Linked DNA regions of Anser cygnoides: region 2 is linked to region 1. A link is a contact called in public Hi-C data. All regions are on one chromosome and are shown on one strand. Each heading gives the region's core, a stretch centred on a gene start, on an enhancer-like site or on the middle of the called end of the contact. The rest is flanking DNA. Distances are from core to core; before and after follow the strand shown.

Evidence for each region. A called contact is a pair of places that touch in the nucleus more often than the background predicts.
Region 2: a contact with region 1 is called in a Hi-C map of liver, with 1.9 times the contacts expected there. The contact joins two enhancer-like sites. A contact is called at or near these places in 2 of 7 Hi-C or Micro-C datasets (both in liver).

What each region holds. Positions count from the first base shown.
Region 1 is chr21:4,699,206-4,706,247 of Taihu_goose_T2T_genome, forward strand. The region is part of intron 1 of NECTIN1 (nectin cell adhesion molecule 1); the gene reads right to left. Among named protein-coding and RNA genes, the nearest start is that of NECTIN1, 13 kb to the right of the region's middle. Within about 2 kb of position 4,221, at least 2 of the 3 cell types and tissues checked have open chromatin away from gene starts, as enhancers often do. A contact at or near this core is called in liver, where this site is marked.
Region 2 is chr21:4,913,334-4,920,375 of Taihu_goose_T2T_genome, forward strand. No RefSeq gene overlaps it. Among named protein-coding and RNA genes, the nearest start is that of TRIM29, 13 kb to the left of the region's middle. Within about 2 kb of position 3,323, at least 1 of the 3 cell types and tissues checked has open chromatin away from gene starts, as enhancers often do. A contact at or near this core is called in liver, where this site is marked.

The DNA.
Region 1 (7,042 bases), core at 2,971-5,470:
CCCGTGCCACGCGGGGCTAGGTGATGCTAACGCCGCCCGCGCGCTCCGTGCCATCCTTCGAAGGCTTTTCCCCGGGCTTCCTAGTGTCACACGATGCCCCGGAGCAACAGGACAGAAGGTGATTGTTCCCCATTTTATTTCTAATTATGATTGGAAATCAAAAAGCAGCCGTGCTCCTGCTCGGGCCCCGAGCCAGCCCCGGCGTCCCTCCCCCCGGTTTCACAGCCGTACGCTCGGGTTTCTGATGCCCAGAGATCAAATAACGCATCACTCAGGGTAAGATATTATCCCCTATTACCAATTCAATGCAAACAGCTCTCCTCTTCCCCGGATTAAAAGCCAATTAAAGAACGCTGCTTTTCAAGGGGAGAGGGAGCCGAGGGGAGGATTTTTGGTGTTTTCTTTTCCTTTTGGTCTCTGGCAAGGAGGCGATGTCCCACCTAAGTGTTACCGAAGAGTTCTCTTCGAATCGTATTGATTTTGCTCAGAATATTTTGGGACTCCTGTCAGCAGAGGAAAAGAGAAACCCAGAAAGGCCAACAACAGAATCTCAACGACTCGCGTCCTAAAATAGACAAAAAGGAAGAAATTTTACTTGCTGGAGGATCAATGGCGTTTGCTTAAGTCAGCAAGTGGTGTTTTGGGTTTCAGACCTGTCTCGGGGCAAGGAAGCCGTACTCTCAAGGTGAACAGCAAGCTCATAAATCTGGGAGAAGCTTCCAGCCCAGAACATGCTGCTTCCCCACTGCAGGGAGGGCCGAGCCAGCAGGAAAAGGGCATTTGCTCTGCAAACAAGGAGCAGGATGAGCGCTTGTAAATCGCGAGTCCCAGGGGAGCAGGTGACATTCAGCCCTGCTGCACTCGGATCTGGGACACGAGAGGCGGGAGGAAGGTGACTTTACGCCAGCTCTACACTCACAAGGGCCACGGGGCTGATTCTCTGCTTCCCACAGCCATCGCTGGGCTACCGGGGCTGTGTTCAGGGCCACAGGCTCGGCTCTGGTCCCAAGTGCCCCGTCCTGCCCCGGGAGCAGACAGGTCCAGGGACACGTCCAGTGGAAACCTTAAAGCCAGAGAAAATCCCCCAGCAGGGACTGCAGCCAGCACGGCGGGCCTCCAGCGCAAGGTACACAGCGATAACTCACTTAATCGATCCCGTTTCCCTAGATTTAGTAAAAACAAACAAAAAGCCTCATCATCGAGAAGCCCCGGCTGCCTTTCCTGCCAGCATCGCACCCAGGTGGGGAGAGCTTCCCCGATGCCTGCTGCCCCCCGCCTGGCTCGTGGGCACAAAAAACCAGGCTCCTGCCCGCCGATCCCATGCACGGCCCTGTACTGGTCTCTTCCACGGGAATTTGGTTCAAAAAAAAGGCATTTAGCACAGCCGTCTGCTTCGGCAGGTAGGCAGGCGACCTGACGAGGTCCTCTGCAACCCGAATTATCTCCTGTTTCCACAAGGATGCTAAAGCGGCGCACAAACATGTCTGTCTATCTGTCAATCTGTCACTTTGCGTTCGCTTCATTTTCGTCTGTCACACATTAGCCCGGATCTCACTGTCTACAAGCAGATAGTTATTTGTTGCTTCCTCTTTCGTTTGCTTTTTAAAAGCCATTTCCACTCAAATTATACACAGCCACGCACGGATACACGCATCCATACGCAGACAGCAGCAAGCCACATCCTCCGGCCTCTCTGCTCCGGGCTTATTTAGTGCAAAGGACCAGGGAAAGCTCTGAGCAGGGACCCTGCGTGTAAAATCCCACGGCCAAACTCTCCCCAGCCTCCTCCAGCTCGCTTTCGCCTCCGGTGCCGGGGCAGAGCAGGCGGCCAGGCAGGGCGCAGCTCGCAGCCCGCTTGCCAGCACTTGCCCACCTGCAGACGTGTTCCCCTGCGACCGCAGGCTTTGCATGGCGAGAGGAGGGGCCCCAATGCAGCCCGGCACGCAGGAACCCCAAATCTTGCTCCCACCGCCGGGGCTGAGCGCGAGCACCGATGCTGGAGACGTCCCCTGGCTCAGCACCGCACCGGTGGCTTCAGCCTGGGGAGCCACCGTGGACAGAAAAGTGGTGGGACAGGGACATTGCCGCGGCTTGGAGGGCACAATGGGACCAAAACGGCTGCTCTCTGGCTGGGCGCGTGCCGATATCGTGCATTGTGTCGGGGATGGGAGCAGGATGGGAGCAGCGGGGGGAGGCAGGGGCCGGGACGCAGGCTCCGTGGCTGGATCCCTCCCTCTCCCCTCCGTTTCCGCCCAGGAAAAGGAAGACTTCTCCCCGCCTGCGTTATTTTCCCGGCGTTCCCCCAACCGCTGCTGCTGGTGAAACCCCATCTCAAAGCCTCCCCGTCGCCACGGCAACGGGCCGAAAATGAACAGATGGTCCTGGGCAGCCCGAGCCCACCCCAGGGGCAGCGATGCGGGGCCGTGGCCGCACGCCTCTGGGACAGGGACGTGCCCACGGGGGGACTCCTGTGCTCCCCTCCCGAGGGGCAGGAACCCTCTGGGACCCATCACCCATGGACTCCCCATCCTATGGGGTGAGCTGGGTGCTGCCAGGCCTGTGGAGCATCCCCCTGCCCTCCCCAGCCCTCGGTTGGAGGGATCACAGAGCGGGAGGGTGCAGGGCTCAGCTGGTGCTGGGTCTCCCAGAGGGGTTCAGACTGGGATGGGTGACGATAAAACCAGGCTGCTAATCCCCCTGCGGATTACATGGGACTGTGGCACGAGGCTTTGGAGCCGCCGAACACCCAGACCCTCCTGGAGGTACCCCAAAAATCCCGGACTACGTGCGGGAAGGTGCGCGGCACGTCCCCCTGGCACGCGGGGAGGATGCACGGGGCCAAACGCTCCTCCCCGCGCCACGCTGCTGCCTTTCCCGCGGCCCTGGCACGGGAACGGGGCTCCTGGCCTCGGGGGGGGCCCGGCCCGGCCCAACCGGCTCCCAGCCCACACCCGTGAGAAGAGCCGGGGCCCGTCCTGCCTCTCAGGTGTGGCCCTGCGCCTCCGGGCTCCCGCTGCTGCCAGCCTGGATGCGGCCGGGAGGAGGGAGCGGGAGGCGCTTGGCAGCCTCCAGGCTCGGATGGGGGCGTCTGCAGCACCCCCAGCTCCTTCCCAAGGGGTCCCTTGGGATTTTGGGTTTCTGCTGGGGGGCAGACCCCTTGGGAGGCTGTGGTTTGTGGCACCCCGAACGTGCTCGGTGATGAGAGCAGGCCCCCAGGCAGGCGCAGCGCTTCGCCCCAGCCAGCCCGGGAGGCCGGCGACAGAAATGGGTACAAACCCCAGGTGTTTGGGTTCCTCCGCCACCAGAACCCACGCCCTTCCCAACAAACAGCCAAACCCAGCCTCCCACGGCCAGCGGGCTCCCGGCCCTCTCACCGGGCTTGGCTGCAAGAGGGAAACGCGCAGCCACAGCCCCCAGCGGAGCCGAGCGCGGGGCTGGCGTGCCGGCCCTGGAGCTGCTCCAGCCCTTTCTTCCCCAGCCCGGCAAGCCCTAAAACCCACAGCTCGTCTCTGCAGAACAGGTTCGGCACAGCAGCAGCCGTGCCAGCTTCCCACGCAGCAGCACAGCCCAGCCTGCCCCGCACCCCCTGCCCCAATAGCCCTTCTCTTTTTTTCGCCCTGCTCTCTTCCTGGATCAAAGCTGCCTCCCCTCCCCGTATTACAAGCGTTATTTGGCTCGGAGATAAGAAGCTCTCCAGCAGCTCTTTATTAATCCCACTGGAGGCAGGAAGAAGGCAGCGAGGAAGGACTCGGCGTGGCCAGGACAGAGACAAATGGCCCACAAAACACCTCTGCAGCAGAGAGGCATGTGCGGGTTTGCTTCTTTTTTTTTTTCCCAGCAGGTCTCACGGGAAGCACGGGTAATAATTAACAATTATCGAACTTTAAACTTTCCATTCCTCTCTCTGTCCCGACAAGGCTTTTGTAATAACTGACCAGCGTGGAGCTCTGCCAGCCTGGTGTGTGGGGGCAGCAGGGGCAGGGAGGGGGCTGCAGCAGGATGCTGGGGCTCAGCCCGCTGCCCCCTTGCTTTTGCACCGAGCATCTTTGCACCCCTCACCTACCATCAAACCGCCCCCCAGGTAATGACTGCAAACCAGAAGTGACCCAAATGCAATGCTGGCGGGGCGAAAATCAAAAGGAAAGCGAGCAGGGAAGCCAATGGACCACGTCCTCCCACCTCCACAGCTCCAACCCATGCACCACGCACTCAGAAACCGGGTCCGGCCTTTGCCCTGGCAGAGGATTTGTGCAAATCGTGCAAAACAGTTCTAAAATCTAAATGTCTTCTAAAATCCCTGGGCAAGGAGCTGTGTGATCTCGGCTGCTGGGGAAAATGGCAGAACAAAGGGGAGTTGCCTTCCCCCGTGCTTTTTAGATGGTCTCCTGCTCGAAGGGAGGCACGTGGGCACGGCGAGGAGCCCTGCAGATGCAGGGTAGGAGACGAGGACAGCCAGCAGCGGCTTTGGACAGGGCAAGGCACACGGAGGCGAACGGAGCTAGCCAAGGATATTCCAGGGAGCTTGTGGCAAAGCCAAGAGACGCTGCCAGCCCTTCTGAGCTCAGCCTGCCTTTGCCATCACCTCCAGGCCAAGCTTTCCCTTGAAGTAAAAGCTGATTCACGCCCGGTGGAAGTCGGCGTGAGGTGGCAGGTCCGCCCGCTGCCAGCGAGCACCACGGGCCTGCAAGGTGCTCCGCGGGCACGGCAGCGCTGGGACGTCAAGGATGCGAAAAATATACATATATCTGAAAAGTGTGACTTTAGCCTTATATTTCTGAGGTGAATTTAGAGCCAGTGAAAGGCCTCGGATCGATATCAGCAGAGCTGCGAGCTGGAGTCCTCCCCTTAGCCGCGGACAGGGCACAGCTGAGGCAGCATCTGCACAGGCAGCCTGCCCACGGCCTCCGCCAGCGGGCCTCGCTCCGACCTTGCCGGGTCGCCTTGAAGAGCAAGAGGGAAACTCCCCCTCCTTCCTTCCTCCCCCTTCCGAGCAGCTTTTGTTCCCCAGCACCATGAGGAGATGGCTGCCGGGTGACTTCACCCGGGTGCGCTCTGTCTGGAGGAGCGGCTGCGTCCGGACAAACCCCACGCCCGCCCAGATGCCATCCTGCCCCGTGCGCAGCCAGTCCCACGGAGCTCAAGGCCATTTCGCAGCGTATTTTGAGGCAAAAGCAGCCCTAGAAAGGGTTTATTTACCTGGCTGGCTCTGGCATGATGATCTAATACAGATATACCCAGCTTCTGTCCTGTCACGGCAGCACATGTGTACAGCCCCATGCCCAGTGACCTTTGCAAAACGTGTTGTGGGTTCTCCCTGTACAAAGTCGGGATCAATTCAGCTGCCAGGCTTTGCCCACGTTACCCCTGCTAATTGGAATTACAGCAGGCAGACAGCCTACAGCCTTCACTCTGTCTCCCCATCACTTGTCATAATGCAACCAAAATCCCGCTCGCTCGCTCCTGAGCGCTCCTCAGGGCGCTCCTCGCTGCCCCGTACGAGGCACCCAAGGGCTGCGGCCAGGTCGGGGAGCACCCAAGGGTGGTGCCAAGCACTGGGCTGAGCCCCCGGCCCCGCAACTCCCCCCTGCCTGCAGAGCCTGCCCAGCAGAGGCCACACACATCCCACACCGAAATCTCGACGGATTTACGGAGCCGGGGTGATGCCCAGCAGGCACAGCACCCGGGATTTGTTGGGCATTATCAAGCGGCGTAACGCAGGGCTGCATTACCCACACGAGGCAGGGATTGGCAGCCCGGACCTACTCGCCTCCCCAGAGCCTGGCCATAAACAAAACTTAAATAATTAGAGTGCTTGGGCGGAGATGCAGCCTCTAAGTATTCCTAGGCTCACGCAAATAAAGGAAATAAATTCTTGGAAGGTGCCAGGCTGGATGGGGCAGAGGGAGGCTCATTTTCCACATCACTTGAGAGCAGCCGTTATAAATCTCGCTGAAAGATGCACCTCCCCAGGCTAGCGATATTTTTAAACTCCGGGAGAGAGGGGAGAGAAAAAAAAAAAAAACACATTTTAGTATTTACACCACAGGCGAAAAGAGTATTTAAAAATCAGGATACATTTTTGAAAGTCTGTTCCTGCCATGCCAAGGAAGAAAGAAAGAATATTCGTTCTAGAGAGTGATAAGTGGAAAAATCAGCCCCGGAGAATTCGTTCCTATCCCCATCCTGCTCTTGCAGGCTGCGAAGCCGAATTCCCAGCAGGACTGGGGGCTGGGGGGCTCTCCCACTGGCAACTTTGTGGTGCACCTCCCAGCTGGATCAGTCCCAAAGGCAGAGCAGCTCCTCTGAATCCTGGGGGGTGACTCCGGCGCTGCCCCTGCTTGTGCCTGGGACAAGGTCCCAGGGGACAGGAGGTGACCCGGCACCCCCACGGGATCAGCAGCCAGGGTTACTGGGCTGGGAGCCCGAGCCTGTAACCAGACGCAGCGGGGCCAGGCGCAGGGACCTGCTGCTGGATGTCGAGTGAAGGACGTGGCCCTGGAGCCGGCACAGCCCCGCGTGGTGTCCCCCCCCCCGAGCAGCACGTCCCAGCCCTGCTGCGTGGCAAGGCCACCTGGGCTCTGGGGCAGGGGAATGCAGGCGGCACCCTGCGCTGAATCACCACGCCAGTTTTAATTTCTGATGCTTTAACGTCCCTGCCGGTTAGCGTTTCCGTCCCTGCACAGAGCGGCGAGCGGGGCCGGCTCCCTTTCGGGCAGCCGTCTAGGAAATCCCGTCGGTGGCTGGCCGAGCGCAGGTGGAGCAGCCCTGCATGGCCACACGCCGTGTCCTCAGCCTTGCTCTCTGGGTTCCTGAGGATAAACCAGACCCTGCTGGAGCATCCCTATCCTCTGCAACCGCTGCCGCGCTCCTCCTGCGTAACTCAGCCCCTAATTGCCCCCGGGTCCTCAGGCTCTGACAGCATTCCCCTTTTTACGAGCTGTGCTCTGTGCAAGCCTCTCTCCTTCCCATCCCTCCCACCTCCTTCCAGGACTGCTGCCATCCTCCCAGGAGGATCCCATTCCGCCTGTATCAAAGGGATACA
Region 2 (7,042 bases), core at 2,073-4,572, 210 kb after region 1:
CTCCGTCAAGTCCAAACGCAGCCCAGCGGAGCGTCACGGGGCTGGCTGGCACCCAGGAAGGAAAGCCGAGGGGGTGGAGGAAGGTTGGGTGAGAAAGCGGCGGGCCCAGGGGAGCTGCAGCTCTCCTGGCGCAGGGAAGGCGACGCTTGCCCGTGCCTCGTGCTCCCTGCCCTTCTCCCCACGACGATCCTGCTCTCTGGGCTGGCAGGGGCAGCGGTTTGGGGCGAGATCCCCACGTCAGGGGAACAGGTTGCCACCCAGGGCCACTTCCATCAGTGTGGGAGAGGGAAGGAGCTGCCCTCACCCACACGTTTGTGCCTCTCCCGCGGCTGCGGGGCCGCAGGGAAGGGAGAGGGGCGGTTGTGCAGTGTGGGCACACACACACCGGGCATCCTTTGTGTGTCCAAGGAGAGCATGTGCTGCCCTGCACCGTGGGAAGAGCTGATGGCCTGTGACAGGGTGGCCGTGACCCGGTCTGAGGGGCATCACCGGGGGGATCCCACATCTCTTACCCCAAGGGATTTGGGCACCCGGCTCTTCCCGGGCGTGCGGTGCTCCTACCTCGCTCAAGCAGCAAGGGGAAATGAAAACTGTGACCGGGGAGGTCCCTCCCAGTGCACTTTTGGTGACTTTTTTTTTTTTTTTTTTTTTTTAAATAGAGCAGGGCTCTCTGAGCATCCTGACAGTGGGAAGTGCTCAGTGTAAGGGACCCCCTGGCTGGCCAGTACAATAACCTCCCAGATGTGGGATGAGAGCCCCCTTGTCCCCGCTCCATCCTGTGGGATCCCCCAGGACTGGGGTTTGTGTGCGAGCACGGGAGGCAAGGCGAGGGAGCTGGGGACGGGTGAGCTCCTGGGGGGCGAGGGGGCAAGCATCTCCATGGCAGGGCGAGCATCTCTGCAGGCAGGGCGAGCATCTCCAAGGCAAGGCGAGCATCTCCAAGGCAAGGCGAGCATCTCTGCAGGCAGGGCGAGCATCTCCACGGCAGGGCGAGCATCTCCAAGGCAAGGTGAGCATCTCTGCGGCAGGGCGAGCATCTCCACAGCAGGGCGAGCATCTCCAAGGCAAGGCGAGCATCTCTGCAGGCAGGGCGAGCATCTCCACGGCAGGGCGAGCATCTCCAAAGCAAGGCGAGCATCTCCAAGGCAAGGCGAGCATCTCTGCAGGCAGGGCAGCATCCCCGTGGCAGGGCTCTCCGGCCGCTAGGTGTCCTCCGTGGGCCGCACACGGGTGTCGGGGGCCCCGCGGGGAATCCAGGGGCTCCAGAAACGTGGGGGTTTGGGCAAAACCCCCGGGACAGGAGGGGCGCCCCCTCCCTCACCACCCTGCCCCGAGGCAGAGCTCTGCTCCCCCGGGGGCTGCACGGGGGGGGGACATGGTGCTGAGCCCCCAGCTTTGGCTGTGGGGCGGACGCCTGGCTGCGTCCATCCCTGGGGGTGCTGGTGGGAAGAGGAGAAAGGGTTTTTCCTGTGCCCCTATAGAAAGCAGAGGATGAGGCTGGAGCTTTGCAGGATTCATCTTCCCAGCCCGTGTGAGCTCTGCTAGGAAGTTAAATGCATCCCCTGCCAGCGACGTGCAGCCAGCACAGGGAGATGCTGAGCTCGCCCAGCACAGAAGGAGCAAAAATACCTTTCCGTCCTGCACCCCGAGCCCCTGTCTGCCCCCCGGGGTCCCAAGCAGGGCTGGCCAGGTGACTCCCTGCGTGATTATTTGCAGCGGGTAGCCAGGGGCTGACAGGGTCCTCCTTCCTGCTGGGAAGCCCCAGATGATGGGATGGGGAAGTTAGGTTTATTCCTGAAAATCCCAGCTCTCCCAGCCTTGTTTTTTCTCTCCTTAGAAGACCTTTTCCTTAGGTGTCCCAAAAATAATGCTCAAGAGTAAACGCTATTGCCTCTGTCGGGTGTCAGCAGGGTATTTCCCAAAGACCTTGCAGAACCCAGCTAGCAGCTTCCCCGTCAGCATATTCCCCCTCGCTGGAGCCAGCGAGTCCCCCCCGCACTATCTTATCAGCACACTCATTATACCCTCAGAAACACAGTGTAAACATCGCCAGCAAACTGCACTCGATGACAATTTCCTTGCCAAATAAGCCACTTCCCTGCTTGAGTGATGGTTATGAGAGAGGATTTCTGTAACTGCTGCTGTTTGAACAAGTGCGAGGTAAATACAGCTCCCTTTCTGGGAGCACCCGCGTGCACCTGCTCTGCGGAATTTCATCACAGGCAGAGGTAGGAAGGTGTCTGAGAGCTGCTCATTAAAATACTGGCAGCTCACCGCCGCTGCTTTGTTCGGTTTCTAACCTGGAATTTGGCTGAGGGAGGAAGATAACGCTCCGGCAGGAGCTGCCAGGGGAACTTTCCCAGTCCAGGCTGTCAGGCAGACGGTTTTACAGCTTATTCCAAAGGGGGCACCTCCACGAGTGCATCAGGATGCTGACACGGGCTGCGCTGGGAGGAGATGGGTACTGCCGTGGCTGAGAGAATCGCAGTGCTGCTGCTGGGCTCCGGTCAGAGCAGAGGAAAATAGCAGAACGAGAGCTCTTGCCAGCTTCAGCCCCTGCCCGTCTCCACTTCCATTACCTGCCACAGCTGCTGCGGGGCTTAGAGCAGTCCTCAGGCTGCTCTGGTTCGCAACAGGTAATGCAGCTGGATGCAGGCAGGCCGGGACCTGCCGGGGATCTCGAGTGCTTCCTGTGCTGCTTTTCAGCATTTCAGCCCCGGCACAGCCGAAGAAAGCCCCTGCAGCCTTCCCCGATGCTTGCTGCGACCCAGCCTGCCCCGTCGGAGCCGGCACAGTCTGCCAGGAGCTGAGCGCCACGCAGCTTGGCCGCACTGCTGTCCTTCCATTCAGAGGGAGAGGGAGGCTGAATGGGGAGAAGGGAAGAAAACAGAAACTAAATTAGTCTCCCAGCTGGTAGCAGAGCTTCCGTGCGCCGATTGCAGAAGGCTGTCCAATTCCTTCTCCCGTTACAGGCTTTGCTGCAGACCCTTGCAGCTTGCTTTCAGCTCTCCCAGCTCTGCTAATTCCTGCTGCAGCCTGTGCTGGGCTGCCTTTCTCGGATGGGCTCCTTCCCACCCGGCTCTGTCTGGGTCTCCCTCTTTTCTCCCAGCTCGTATTTCACAAAGATTTATTTCCCCTTCCCTTCCGTGTGTAAATAACCCCAGATATGGCCACAGACGGTGTGCTCAGCCAGCGGGGCTCCTCCTGACACAGCCAGTGCTAAGCTCAGCCAGCAGCCTCGCTCAGCAGCCTGGCCTGACGCCCACCTTAGCAGGCTGAAGTAATGCTTTAAGGATCACGGAGGAGGGCTGGAGCATCAGGAGACGAAGGGGAGGGTTTGTAGAGAGGAACTCGAATGCAGATTAAAGGGAGAAAAGAAAACCCCCTTGATGCCCTGCATTGATTGCTTTGCTTAGTTTCTTTTTGCAGAGATGATGTAATAAAACTGAAGCTAGTTTGTGTGACCCCTGTGATGCATCAGAGCATGGCGCCAGTGCATGGCCTGCCTTGTACTATTGCCCTGTGCCCACACTAGCCCTTTGCACTGAGATATCTGGCAGTTGTCCTCACTATGACTAGCACCAAGATTTAATAGGAACTACAATCTAAGCATAGCTCCTTGCTTTTTACTCCGTTTTGGGGGCTGGAGGAAGGAAAGAGAAGGTAAAGCCTTGTCCACTCTGTGCTGAACCCTGATTTCAGTGGAGCCCTAGTTCAGGGAACTGCATTTCATCACCTTTCGCAGCGTGCCTTGCTTTCCAGGCAGAGGATGTGTTGCACCACGCCGTGCAACGTCTGCCTGGGATGAGATGTGCAGAAACAGCAGGCTAGCTGGAAACTTCGCTCGGAGATGAGTTCTGAAAGCACAGCTCCCTGCAGGTAGAGACAACGCGGAGCTTTACAGGGAGAGCCCTCCAAGTCTTGACACATCATAAGATGAATCTATTAGGGTTAAGGTCAGTAGGGGAAGGAACATGGGCTCATCCTGGCATCTCGAGGGGGCTGTGCTGTGGGTTTTTGGGGTCAGGCTGGGACATGGACGGAGTCCTGCAACAATTATTACCTGACACAGATTGAGAAAGTGCGTTAGGAAGTGAAAGACTCTTATTCAGCACGCCAAACCGAGGTCACTAATAACTGTAGGGAATATTCTGGCATGTGGCGGTGGGTGGATTTCTTCACCAGCGTTCCCCGAACTTGTGAGGAAAGGTTCCCCAGGACTGGATTTAGATAAACGGTGAGGGCACAGTTCTGAGAAAGCAACCTTGGATTCAGAGATTAGCTGCTAATTCAATTAACATGAAATGGAAAGACAAACAAAGCCTGCAAATAAGGCTCTTGGTTTCAAATAGGCAAATCTTTGTTGACTGAGGGAAATCCACAGGAATGAAAACTGGACTTGGGAGCTCAGAGAGGCTTGCGATTTTTCAAAGTCAAAAAAAAGCAAAGTCGAAAATGGGTGAGAGGTGTGGGGGCAGGGAGAACCTTCCCCGGGAGGTTTCCAGTTCCAGCTAGCTGCGTAACCACCTCAAAGGGATGCTGGCAGCAACCAGGATGCCTGCGAGGGATGTAGAAACAGGCCAGGTCAGCAGAGAAGGCAGCAGCTCAGAGGTCGGCGTGTGGAGGAATAAACGAGGCTGTCAAAAGCCAGATGAGTAATCCCACCGTGGGCATTAAAACGACCGGCCCGAAGTTCTTCAGGTGCAGAACAAAAGGAGTGAGCAAGGGAGGAAGAAATGGTGATGCTCTGCAATCAGCGCGGGGTAGAGATTGAGGCAAGTTTAAATATTGCCTTGGAAGGACTTATTAATGGGAAAACGAGGCTAAACGTAGGGCAAGGGAAGGCAAGGGTATCGAGGAGAAAATTGCCAAGTTCCTGGCAGAAATGAAATTAAGAGCTCGTTGTTTTGTCGGGGGTGTAGGGAAATACCTTCTGCCCCCTGGTTGAGGCAGAGTGGAGGAAATCACAGATCTTTCACCGGGATTTCTGGCAAGTCTGCGTCATCTCAGCACTGCCATGGGACCAGAGACCCAATTTCATGCCTACGTTTTGAAAGGGGGTGGGGAGAGGTTAGCCTAGCTGAGTACAGAAATGCTAACGCATCCTCAGCGGGGTGTCAGAGGAAACTTTGAGAGCAAGATGTGTGAAGGGTGCCTGTAGATGGGAAACGAACTGCTCCGTGGCCACCTTGGATGAACTAGTTGTTTTTCTTTCCTAAGATGACTCAACTTCTAGATGGATGCTGAGAAGAAAAAAAACAACACCCTCTAGCTTGCTCCAGGGTGAAGCTCGAGCTCTTTCCAGGAAGGGAGCACATGGTTTCACGGCTTCTCCTAGGGTGACTATGTCAGATCCCCTCCTGCTCCTGGAGGAGGAGGCTTCCGAGAAGCGCCGATGCTTTCTGACTGCGGCACACTCGGGGCTGCCTCCTCCGCTTCCTTGCTCGCTCTCTCGCTGCCCCAACAGCTCGCAGTAACCCGAGTCTGTCCTTCCCCTTTTCCTTACTTTCCTCGTGCCCGAGCACGTTGCAGAGCCGGCCGGGAGCCCCGTGCTCCGGCAGCCACGGGAGGAGGGCAGGGAGAGGTGGCGGGAGAGGAGAAGGCATGAAAAGAGGAGAGAAAAAGTTTAGAGAAAGGGAGAGAAAACTTTTATTTTCCTGATTTGGGGGAAATGTCTCCGATTCGGGGGAAATCAGGTTCAAAGTGCCCCTGCAGGGCACTGCAGCCCTGCGCTCTCCCTTGTCCGCCCCAGACCACAGCCTCTGCCTCCCCCCAGCCCTACGACGGTGTCAGTTTAAGGATGGTTTTGCAGGGAACAGCACGCCTGCCTCCTCTCCAGATGCTCTTTCCTGACTCTTATGCCCTCCGACAATGCCAAACGACGACCAGGTCAGTCCCTGCCGCCCTCAGAGGCTGTGAGCATTCACCCCCAGCTCTCAGAGCCAAAGCACTCCCGAAGCATGGGGCACAAACACGCAGTTTTACAGCAGCCAACGAGTCTCACCATCGGGATTAATCATTACGCCAAAAGCAATGCTCCCACAAAAGCCTGGAAGTGCTGCATATAAAAACCCGAACGACTTCAGCGACAAGCTCGAGCCGGATCGCCCTTCGCTGCCCTGCCCTCCCCGCGCCCTGTGGCCGCAGGAGCGAGGTGCTGGTTTGGCACACGTGCGTTTGACGCTCGTGGCACCGGGACAGGTGGCAGGGGCTCTGCCACCAGCGTCAGGGCTCCCCTCCTTGCTGCGTTTGCTGGTTCCTTGCTCGGGACCTTCTGCTCTTTTGCTTTACTGGGATTTGGTCCGGGGGGAGGCTGTGCACGAAGGCAGGGAATGGGTCTGGGTGTGTTTGGAGCTGTTTTGAACGGAGCCCCCTCTTGCTGACCCCACCTCCCTTCCCCTTTTACGAGGTGCTGGCCTCTTTCAGCTGACAGCGGGCTTTCCTGCCAGCCTGGTTAGCTTGAGCTGGAACAATTTCCTTTGAACTCAGCTTGAATTAACATCGCCATGGCAATAGGATCGGGGCTTTGTCTCTTGCAACCTGCCCTTCACCCGCAACAAGAGGTCCCACCAGGAGGTGGGAAGGGACCAGGGTGCCCCGCTGGCCCACACCACCACCTTTTCCTGGGGGAAAGCAGAGGGAGGACAGCCCAGGGCTGGTTCCCTGCTTCCTGCAATGTTCCCTGGGGAGGGGAGGCTGCAGCAGCCGCTGGCAGGTCGGCGCTCGGCTTGGATTAGTTTGCAGCATAAAAGAGGCAGCGAGTGAACGTGTGCTGGGGGCGAGAGGAAAGCCGCCCGTTTCACTTCGCCCTAAGCAGTCACAAACACACGCAGTTCCCCGGAGAAGCCTCCCTGGTGCTGAGCCAGCACGGTGGAAGGAGAACCGTGCTCCTGCTGTACCCGAAGTCAGCGCTTCCCCTCCGCCCCGTGCTGCCTCCCCTGTCCCGCACACCCAGTTTCCCGGCACCGTGTCCATCCCCATCTCTGCCCCATTTTCATTTCCAGTGCCCAGAAATCTGCTGCGGAAGGAGCAGGGTCGCTCC